2 separate regions of the Rattus norvegicus genome follow, and region 1 is linked to region 2. A link is a contact called in public Hi-C data. All regions are on one chromosome and are shown on one strand. Each heading gives the region's core, a stretch centred on a gene start, on an enhancer-like site or on the middle of the called end of the contact. The rest is flanking DNA. Distances are from core to core; before and after follow the strand shown. Region 1 holds the start of Tbc1d2b (TBC1 domain family, member 2B). Region 2 overlaps Tbc1d2b (TBC1 domain family, member 2B).

Evidence for each region. A called contact is a pair of places that touch in the nucleus more often than the background predicts.
Region 1: a Hi-C map of psoas muscle shows a contact between it and region 2, with 1.7 times the contacts expected there. The contact joins the promoter of Tbc1d2b here to the enhancer-like site in region 2. A contact is called at or near these places in 2 of 12 Hi-C or Micro-C datasets (mammary epithelial cells and psoas muscle).

Annotation. Positions count from the first base shown.
Region 1 is chr8:99,691,811-99,697,076 of GRCr8, forward strand. Tbc1d2b (TBC1 domain family, member 2B) reads right to left here and starts at 2,827. Exons shown (of 13, transcript NM_001413794.1): 1 at 2,403-2,827. The coding sequence starts at 2,762.
Region 2 is chr8:99,657,060-99,661,703 of GRCr8, forward strand. All of the region lies in intron 3 of Tbc1d2b (TBC1 domain family, member 2B), which reads right to left. Among named protein-coding and RNA genes, the nearest start is that of Tbc1d2b, 35 kb to the right of the region's middle. Within about 2 kb of position 1,527, at least 13 of the 93 cell types and tissues checked have an H3K27ac peak or open chromatin away from gene starts, as enhancers often do.

The DNA of each region.
Region 1 (5,266 bases), core at 1,577-4,076, 36 kb after region 2:
ATGGCTAATACCTAAAGAACACTTGCCTTTACAAAGGACCCAGGTTCAGTTCCCACCCACTCCACAGCTCACAACTGCAAGTAACTCCAGGTTTCAGGTATCCTCTCTGGCCCCTGCAGGAACCAGGACAAATACATACACTCATATATATAAAATAAAAAAAAGTTTAAATCTAAACCGGTGGTGGTGGCACACACCCTTAATCTGAGCTCTCAGGGGACAGAGGTACTTAAGCTGCCAGTTTAAGGCTGGCCAGAGCTACAAAAGGATGCGTTGAAAAGCACAACCAACCCTGGTACAGCTATGACCCGGCCTAAGGTGAGAAGCCTTGCAGAACCAGAGTTAGAAGCCCAAGGGTATCCATCCCCTTCCATAATCCTATCCTATCAGAGATATCTACCACCCTGAAACCAGAGCTTGTCACTGTGACATAGCTTCCCAACTGCCTGCAGGGCACAGCACAGATCCAGGTGTATGGATGTCACTCCAGACAAACTTCTTAGTCCTCACCTAAACGGTATCATCCTGAAACTAATTTCTTGCTCAGTTTTACATTTGTGACAAGCATACAGATTGACACATGCAGTTCAGTTTCCTGTTTACTACCCATACCATTCCGCTATAGGACTGCAATGACTGTTGTAGTAGTACCCAATTCATATTTAATTCAACAGACTATACAATATATTTGGCCAAAGACAGTGCCTGATGTTTTAAATGTCTGCCAGGTAGTGCTTACAATGTACCAGCCATTTTCCATAATGTTTTCTAGAGCCCTGGCAGCCATCCAAGAATGTTTTCTATTCTCACTGCCATTCAAGGAGGAAGGTAAAGTTCACATTAGACCAAAGCAGGAACTAGACAGAGAAGTGATAAAATGTGTCCAATACACATGATCCATGACTCAGGCTGCAAGTTCAAATCCATCCAAGTCCAAAGCCACACTCATTAAACACTGTAACTCCTCTTAGGCAGATACTGCCATTGTTTAGATGTTTTAAAAATGAAAGAACTGGTAGGGAGAGAGTTCTAAAGTTATCTGAGAAAATCTGAAACAGGAAGCTCAGTTTTCTTTTTTAACAAGCAATTCCACCGGAAATTCACCACTGTTCACATGTACACAGAGGACAAGCATCTGCTTCTGACAAAACTCCCTGTGGACACTCTGGGAGCCAGTCCCAAGTTTACACAGACACTGAGTTACCTCAAGTTGAACTGCAGGCCTGCTTAGCTTCCTTTAAAGAAACATTTTATGCATCTGCTCAGAGAGCAGGCGGAGAGAGGGGCCCAAACCACCATGTCTCCCCGTCTCCCCCTCCCCGACCCCATTCAGACTCTGCTGAGTAAGACAAAGCTCCAAGAAATGGCTTGAGGGAATGGCCCCAGCTGCTGCACATTGTGCAGATCTCAGGAACAGTTGCATGCTCACAAGGCCACGCTGCTCTCTACTTGGCTAGCTCTGAGAGGGCTGATACTTCAAGCCCAGCCCTGGAGAAAGCCCAGCTTGCAATACGGAAGAGAAGCCAGAAAAAGAGAGGGTGGAGACTCAGGGAACCAAGCAGGGAGCAAGGCCTAGAGTGAGAGGCAGCCCAGCTCTAGGCCAGGGCCCAGACCCTTGGGTGCTCCAAACACAATAATTCCTAGGAGATGTCAAGGTCCAGGCCTTTAGAACTCCCAGCAACCGGGAAATGCTGTCTCAGGGCTGGTGACAACTGCCAAGTCTCTAAGACTCAGTCTCTCTGGGGAAACCTAAGGAAGCCTCCCATAAGCTGAAGCAACCCCTCCCATCTTTCCCAAGAAGCAAGAAAACAGCCAGAATGGGTACTGCTGGAGCATCCCTGACCTCTCTAGAGGGGAGCCGTGGTAAATTGTTTCCAGGGGCCCTGCTATCACTTGCCTCTGGGTATAGCACTAAACGGGCCACATTTACTGAACACTTTAGAGTGTTAACCACTTAATCCCAACACCCTTATATTATTGTTGTTCCCACTTCACAGTGCGGGTAGCTGAAGCACAGAGGGGTCAGTCAAAGGGCATATCCAAGGTCACAGAAGGAGTTAAAAAGTCAGGGATGGAGGGTGGAAGCCTGCTACTGTGGGAGGGACTCGCAGAGCATCTAAGAGATGGTGAGCATGGACGCGAGAGCGATCCAAGGAAAGGTGCACTGGGAGGCAATGGGTCAAAGTGTCAAAGATTAGCCTAGTAACTCCCAAACCTGCCTGAGCCTCATAGTCCAAGCACAGGTAAAGGGCAAAAGATAAGAATGAGGAAGGAATCAGAGTTGGCAGTGGCGAAGAGAGGCTTGGGCAGGATAAGAGGAGGCCTTTGGGGCAAGGAAGGAAGGTAGAGGGGGAAAATCTGCAGGCGGGATACAAGTGGGCACCGGGGCGCGATCGCCCTACCTTGAGCACCGTGACCACACCGGCGCTGTGCACCTGGAAGTGCGTGGGCGGATCGGCTCCTGGCTCCGCAGCCTCATCGCGGCCCTGGTAGCTGAAGCAGGCGTCGGCGATGTCTAGGTGGCCGAGCGGTAGAGCGTCCTGCGGGCTCTTGAAGTAGTAGAGGTAGCAGCGGCGCGAGTCAAACACGAACCAGCGGCTGCGGTAGCCGCGCAGCGGGCCCTTACCCGAGAGCTTCTGCAAGTAGCCGCACAGCCGCGAGGGCTCCCGTCCCGCCACCGCTCCAGCCTCCGAGCCTGTTCCCGGCACCACTCCCTCTCCACCACTGCAGCTCTCCTCCGCGCCAGCCCCGGCCCCTGGCATGGCCCGCCGCCGGCGCCCGCGCCCGCGTTCGCGCCCCGCGCCTCCGGGCCGCCGCCGCAGCGCCCACCTCCCCGCGCCGCGCCCTCCGCAGGGCCGTATCGCGCTGAGCAGCCTGGGACTTGTAGTCCCGCCCCCGCCGCGCCCCCACAGCGTGGGAAGCCTGGATTTTTTAATGATCCAGGCTTGCTCCAACTGGCCTCTACTAATTTTTTTTGGGGGGGTGGAGTGGGATGGGGGGTATGGGGGGCGTTCAAGCTCCGCCCTAGCCCGGGAAGCTACGTTCTGTTTCTTTATGTGAGCGTGGATTCCACGAAAGGGTTTCTCAAAAACTATGGAAAGTCTACTTAACACTGCCCTGAACTCCGAATAAGCTTTGATTTTAAAAATCTATGTCCAGCCGGTCATAGGCTGATACTACGAAAATGAGAGCGCCAGTTGCCTGGTACAGAACGGGTGGGTGTTCGGTAAATATTTGTTGAGTTTGTGGATGGAAGCCAAAGTATTTACTGCCTCTCTGCATCCTGGTTTGTTCATTGAATGAAAACAAATATTTATGGAAGGCGTTCTGTGTAGGATTCAATCACTGGATACTTGGCAGTGACTTTCTGGCCTCATGGAGAATATACTCGAATAAAGAGGAACAATAATGCACACATTTTAAAAGGCAAAGAAACAAAACAGTTGTTTGCTGCACAGATGCTCTTATTACCGGCAAAGAAGGATTTGCTGCTTAAAATATTACCACTGTACTGATAGTATTTTGTCATCTTGACCCAAGCTACAGTCCTTTGGAAAGAAGGAATTTTAATTGGAAAAAAATGCCTCCATAGGATTGGCCTGTAGGCAAGTCTACTGGACATTTTCTTGATTGATGATTGGTGTGGGAGGGTCAGGCCCACTGTGGGCGGTGCCACCCCTGGGCAGTTGGTGCTGGATGAAGAAAGAAAACAGGCTTGGGCAACTGAAGGGAAAGTCATGAAAGACAAACAGTGAGGAGCTCGTTCTCCATGGTTCCTGCTTCCAGGTTCCTGACTCGAGTTTCTGCCCTGACTTCCCTCAGAGATGTACTATAATTTGTGAAGTGAAAAAACAAACAAACAAACAAATCCCAACAACAACAAAACCTTTTCTTCCTAAAATGCTTTTGGTCATGGTTCTGTATCACAGCAATAGAGCCCTAACTAAGATATCACTTACCAGTGATTACCTGAGGGTGTTGGGAGTGTAGGATTGAGACGATTTCTGTGTAGCCTCGGCTGGTAATGAGCCTTGGCTATCTTCCTGTCTCCACCTCCAAAGTGCTAGGATTACAGGAATGTGCTAGCCCCACCCAGCTTCCCGGTATTTCCTGTATTAATTTATTGGAATCCCCAGAACAACAACCTCACAAGATGTTTTTCAGTGCTTTAAAAAAACAAACAGAACAAAGTATGAGGATGGAGTTTGCCAAGGAAGATGGATCCCTACACGATGGGAGGGGGGAGGTAACTAGAGACTGATGAGGGGGACAGCAGTCCAGGCTGAAGGCACAATGAGTATGAAGCTCACCTTTCCCATAGAGAGATAGACATTCTAGTTATGTTTGTGAGGACATATCAAAAACACCACTAGAAGAAGTGCCTGATCCCATAGATCGGGAGTTACAGATAGTCGCGTGTTAACGTGGGTGCTGAAAACCAAACCCAAAGCCATTTCAAGAGGGACTAGTGCTTCTAACTGCAAAGCCATCTATCTCTCCAGCCCTTTGCACCCCTCTTGCATATTTTAAATGCACAGGTGCCCGCCACACACACACACACACACACACACACACACACACACACACACTGGAAAAAGACAAGGTCACCAAAGTAGACTGCCCAGTTGGATCTTAGGTCAGGCTATTTAACCTCCCTTTGCTGTAGTCCTTTATTTACTGCCATTGTTATTATGACTGCATTTGGATGGGGCCCTTAGTGTTGCTTCTTCCCTGGTAAGCAGATTCTGAGAGGGGAATCTATCGGTCCTACTGGTCTACATGCATGTTAGGCTAAAGACCTCCGTGCTTCGTGCCAGCTGAGTTGCCCCAGGGAGTGAGGGGAACTAAGTTCAAATTTGAGCCTCCCTCGGTGGATACAAGGCCTATGACTAATTGGCTTGTGGAGAAGGCTGTCAAGATGGGGTGTGACTTTGAAATACTATGGAAAGGGGAAGAGCTGGGTGACTGAGATGTGAGGGGCAGGATACAGCCCATCGCAGCTCAGTCAGCGAGTGGTTTGTGAGAAGGTGGGGCTACCACTGAATTACGGTCCTAGAGGACAGATTCAAGCTTTGTAGATGGTACTTGGAGTTAGATTTCCAGCAAATATAGAGATAACATCCTTCTTGGGCAGACAGATGGGGAACCTGGGGGGCTGTCTGGGCTGGCAGGCTGGAGCTGGTAGACATTGCTGGGCAAGGGATTCTGAGCTGGTCCTAGCCTCACTCTGCTGCACCTGAATTCCCTGCACATTCACATTCACATT
Region 2 (4,644 bases), core at 277-2,776:
TGCTCTTGCAGAGGACCTGGGTGTGATTCCCAACAAACTCCACTGGCTGCTTCCAACTGCCTGTAACTTCAGTTCTAGGAGTTATGATGCCTGTTCTCTGTGGCACCAGGCATACATGCACTACACAAGTATACATACACACAAATAAGTCGTACTCATTAAATAAGCATTTTGCTTATTTACTGGGAGGAGGGGGCAGGAGGGATGTGCACCACGGTGCATGCGTGGAGGAAGCCAGAGGACAGGTTTCCAGGTCTCCGGTAATCAGTCTTGGTGGTGGGCACATCTGTCTGCTCGGCAGTAATCTCATTAGCCCTTTCCACGTTATTTTTGATAAAAGGTCTTGCTGAGCCTGGCACTCACTGTGTTAGCTAGATTGGCTGGCCAGAAAGCTTTTAGGAGCTCCTCCCCAGGACTGGGGTTACAGATGGTACCCTAATGCTTGGCTTTTACATGGGTACTGGGGATCCACAATCAGGGCCTCATGCTTATTCATTGAGTCATCAAGTTCCTTAACATTTGTGCTTTATATAGCTTTGGTTATCCTGGAACTCCTTTGTAGGCCAGGCTGGCTTCAAACTCAGAGACCTGCCTGCTTCTACCTCCCAATACTTGTGTTTTTAAAAGCATGGTTTACTCCCTTGTATATGAATTATACTAAAGTTATAGAAGGTTTTAGGGGAACAAAAAGAAACTATATAGCACACATAGGTTCTCATCCTGCTGGCAAACTATGTGAAGGCATTGCTTTGCGTGCACACACGCATGCAAGCACACACACATGTAGCTTTAACGTTGAGTTCCTAGAACTCGGTGATTACACTTGTCTGAGTCCTGGCAGCTGGTTTCTTACTAAGTACTGAAACCACCGGCGGTAAACAGAGTAAGCGCTCCATGTTACTCACAGCCTAATCTCTTCTGCTGCCTGGCTCTGTGCGGAGTGGCTCTGTCAACATCCGGGGAAACCTAAAAGAGCACGCTATAGTGTCTTAGTGAATTCTGGTTTCACAACATCTCAAAACTGTGGAGAATATGATTTCAAAATAGTTGCTCTGGAAGAGAAGGAAGTCTCACAAGTGCTTCATCTGCCCCTGCACATTCCCAGCCCCTGTGAACCTGCCCCCAACAGTTCGAGGGACATTTTCCAGGCCTGAACTCCTTGTGTCCTGCTCTCCTATGACATGTTTCAGGCGTTAGAATCTCCTTGCCACTTGGCATGGCTCCAGAATGTGCTCTTGTGCCCTCCCTCCTTGGGAACGGTTGTGGAACACACTGCCAGTGAGGAGCGTGCTCGGAAGGAGTGAGCTCTGCCTACCGCTCCTGCTCTTAGAGTCAACAAAAAAAGGAGAAACCAGAGAAGACCCGAACTCAGCCCAGGCGGGAAGAAAGGCAGTTTCAATAACTAACTTCCCTGTCATCTGCTTCCCCAGCAGGGCTTGTTTCCAGGCTGTTGCAAACCCCTGCAGCTGAAGGACAGCTGAGGGACAGCCTAGGGTGCTGTGTCAACTGCCAAGGCTTGGGCAATGGAGAAATGAGATTGGTTTCAAAGTGAACCCTCTTTCAGTTGAAGTATATTTAATCAAGCCCTGGGTGAGTGTGTTCTTGGCAGAACCCAATTCTTCATTGTGCAACACACTGTGCCACACTTTCCAAAATAAATAAATATAATTTAAATTAACTCAAACTGTATTTTTTTTTCTTTTTTTCGGAGCTGGGGACCGAACCCAGGGCCTTGCGCTTGCTAGGCAAGCGCTCTACCACTGAGCTAAATCCCCAACCCCCAAACCGTATTTTTATACTCAAATACTCACTGTAAGCATGAGCAAGTGGACACTGGAAGTTGAGGGAAGTGTTTAGAAAGGTCCCATCAAGTCTCTCCAGAGCCTTTAACTTCTCAAGCTGCCTGTACAGCCACACTGTGGCCAGCACCTGAACTCCTCAGTGGTGAGAGGCTGGGCTAATGTGAGCTTGGACTTACAGAAGGCTGGAGGCAGCAGGGGAGCAGGCGATCCCAGAGGCAGTACTCAGCTCCCTTCCCTTAGACCGAGGTCAGAAAAACAAAGCAAGGTGTAGCCTCTCACTGATGCCTTCCTCCCCGAGACAGAGTGACTAGCAATGCCTCCTCTGAAGTGATGAGCAGATACCACAGTTGGGGAACAGATGGAATAAACTAGGGCCAGCCATGCAGATGAACTCTGTGGACCAGCCCCAACAGAGCTACCGAGTTAGGTCGCTCCAGGCTATACAGTGTCTCAGCTCTAGGAATCATGAAGCTGTCATCCACACCCCGTTGCTGCCGAGCCTCTCACTGCAGCTGAGAGCACAGTCCTGGTGAAAGTGGGCCTCATGACTTGGTGGACAGAGAAGCACATCCAGGGGAAAGTCAGGCAAGCGCTAAGGCACGAGACAGTGGGTAATGTAGGGTCTTTAACAGGCAAAGAGAATTCCGGGGTGCTTACATATACAATTCCATTTCTAGAAGCTACCTCTTGAATAGGGACTTAAAAAGGCTTCTTTTTTTTTCTTTCTGTTTAAGCCCTTGAGAAGGAGCAGGCTTCTCTCTTTACAAGCACGCCTGCCTTTCACCATCAAGTAGAAACACATGACTAGGAAAAAGGACAGACTGAGTGAAGCTAGTGGGTGGCAGCACTCAAGCCAGGTGAGCGTGCTAGCTAAGGGAAAGCTCACCGCGGTGGGATAAACAATGCCCACTGCCCATGATGTGCATATCTGAATCCCAGGAATGGAACTCTGCTGTTGGGATTACACGACGAATCTTGAGTTGGGGAGGTCATGCTGGGTTATCTGAGGCAATGAGAAAGGCTATCTTTCTTGTCATCAGAAAGGCTAAGAGAGCAGAATGAGCTGATCCAGGACACGGAGAACTTGGCTCCTGCAACAAGTAGACCCAGCAGCACCAACAGAAGAGGACGACTGCTCTCCCTGCCATAGCTCCCAGCTCTAAAGAGAATGTGAGACTTGGATTAGTGAATTCCTGATGGCCTTGGGTAAGGGCAGAGATGGACACTCTTTGGGGCTCGGTTTCCTATACTGAGTCAGATGCCATCCTAGCCATGGTTAAGGTCTTCCAGTCTGCAAGCCACAGCCATGATTTCTTTTTTTTTTTTTTTTTTTTTTTTTTGGTTCTTTTTTTCGGAGCTGGGGACCGAACCCAGGGCCTTGCGCTTCCTAGGTAAGCGCTCTACCACTGAGCTAAATCCCCAGCCCCAGCCATGATTTCTTTAAAGCTAAAGAAGTCCTGATAGTGACCAGGTCCTTGGAAGTGCATGGTTCCAACCATGATGGAAAGACTAGACATCAACAGCAACACATACAGCCTGGCCAACTTCTTCCACCACCTTCCCTGTGGTTCCCCTCTAGAAGATCTGGCTCTGAAAACACCAACGTGACTACAAGCCTCAAATGTCTTGGCACAGGCTGAGCTATGCCTTAAAATGAGGAAAATATAAACAAGTACCACCCAGCCACACACATGAATGACTTCCCCAAATGAACCAGATATCTGGGTACTGGTTAGGGCTGAGGTTGCCTTTTCCTTGAAATGGGGCTCTGAAAGAATTGAGTCACCACCAGGCATAGGCCTAGATGACAAAACCAGTAGATTCTTGGGAATCTCAGTCACGCATACAAGTGACGTTGCTACCAGGCTTGAGGGGTCATGAGGAGAGCAGAAATGAAGGGCTAGGAAATAGTCAGCAATAGAAAAAGGTTTCTAGCAAGTTCAGCCTTCCCATTCATCTGGGAGGCAGAGTGTGTGTGTGTGTGTGTGTGTGTGTGTGTGTGTGTGTGTGTGTGTGTGTGTGTTCACCTGACATGAAGGGAAAACTCACTATATTTATGGCCTCAAAGAGTCAGAGCAATGCCAAGAGCAGCAATGTCTGTAGCACTGCATCCTCTAGGCACCGTGGCCGAGCACTGACCATCAGTCAGACCCTGTGAGGCAGTGGTTATTCAGAATGCCACCTGGAATGCCATACGAGGTCTAGCTCCTGTACCTGGCGTGGTCTGAATGGTGGGTGGGTTAAACGACAAAGTCATCAAAGCAGGAAACCAAGTAAAAGTAACTACAGCTGCAACAGGGGTGCCTAAGCACGAGTGTAGAAGTGGGCCTGCCTGCCAGGGCTACGGGCTACCGTCTGCTTGCCAGGATAAACCACACTTGTGCGATGCCACCCGACTTCTCTAATCCTGTTCTGCTGCTGCTGCTCTTAAGGAAGTAAGGACACACACTTACAATATAAGACGAGAATCTTAAAGGCTTTCAACAAGTCTTCTTCTAATTCCTCATAACCATGTCACCTACTGTCCCTCAACAATATTTTAGTGGCATGGCCACCTTTATCAGTTTTCCCCTAAGCATCTAACTCATTTTTAGTGGAAAGTAAATCTCCTATATCTTAAGGAATTACTAAACGATTCAATCGTATAATGCAAGAACAGTTACAATGGGCATCTGCGGCTGTGTGGAGGAGAATGTTCCCCGTATATCTGAGTACTTGTTACCCAACTGGTGGAACTCTTTGCGAAGGCTTAGGAGGTGTCCCCTTGTTGGAAGAGGTTTCAAGAGCCCAAGTCATTCCCAGTTATCTCTCTCTACCTCCTGCGTGTGGATAAGGATGTACG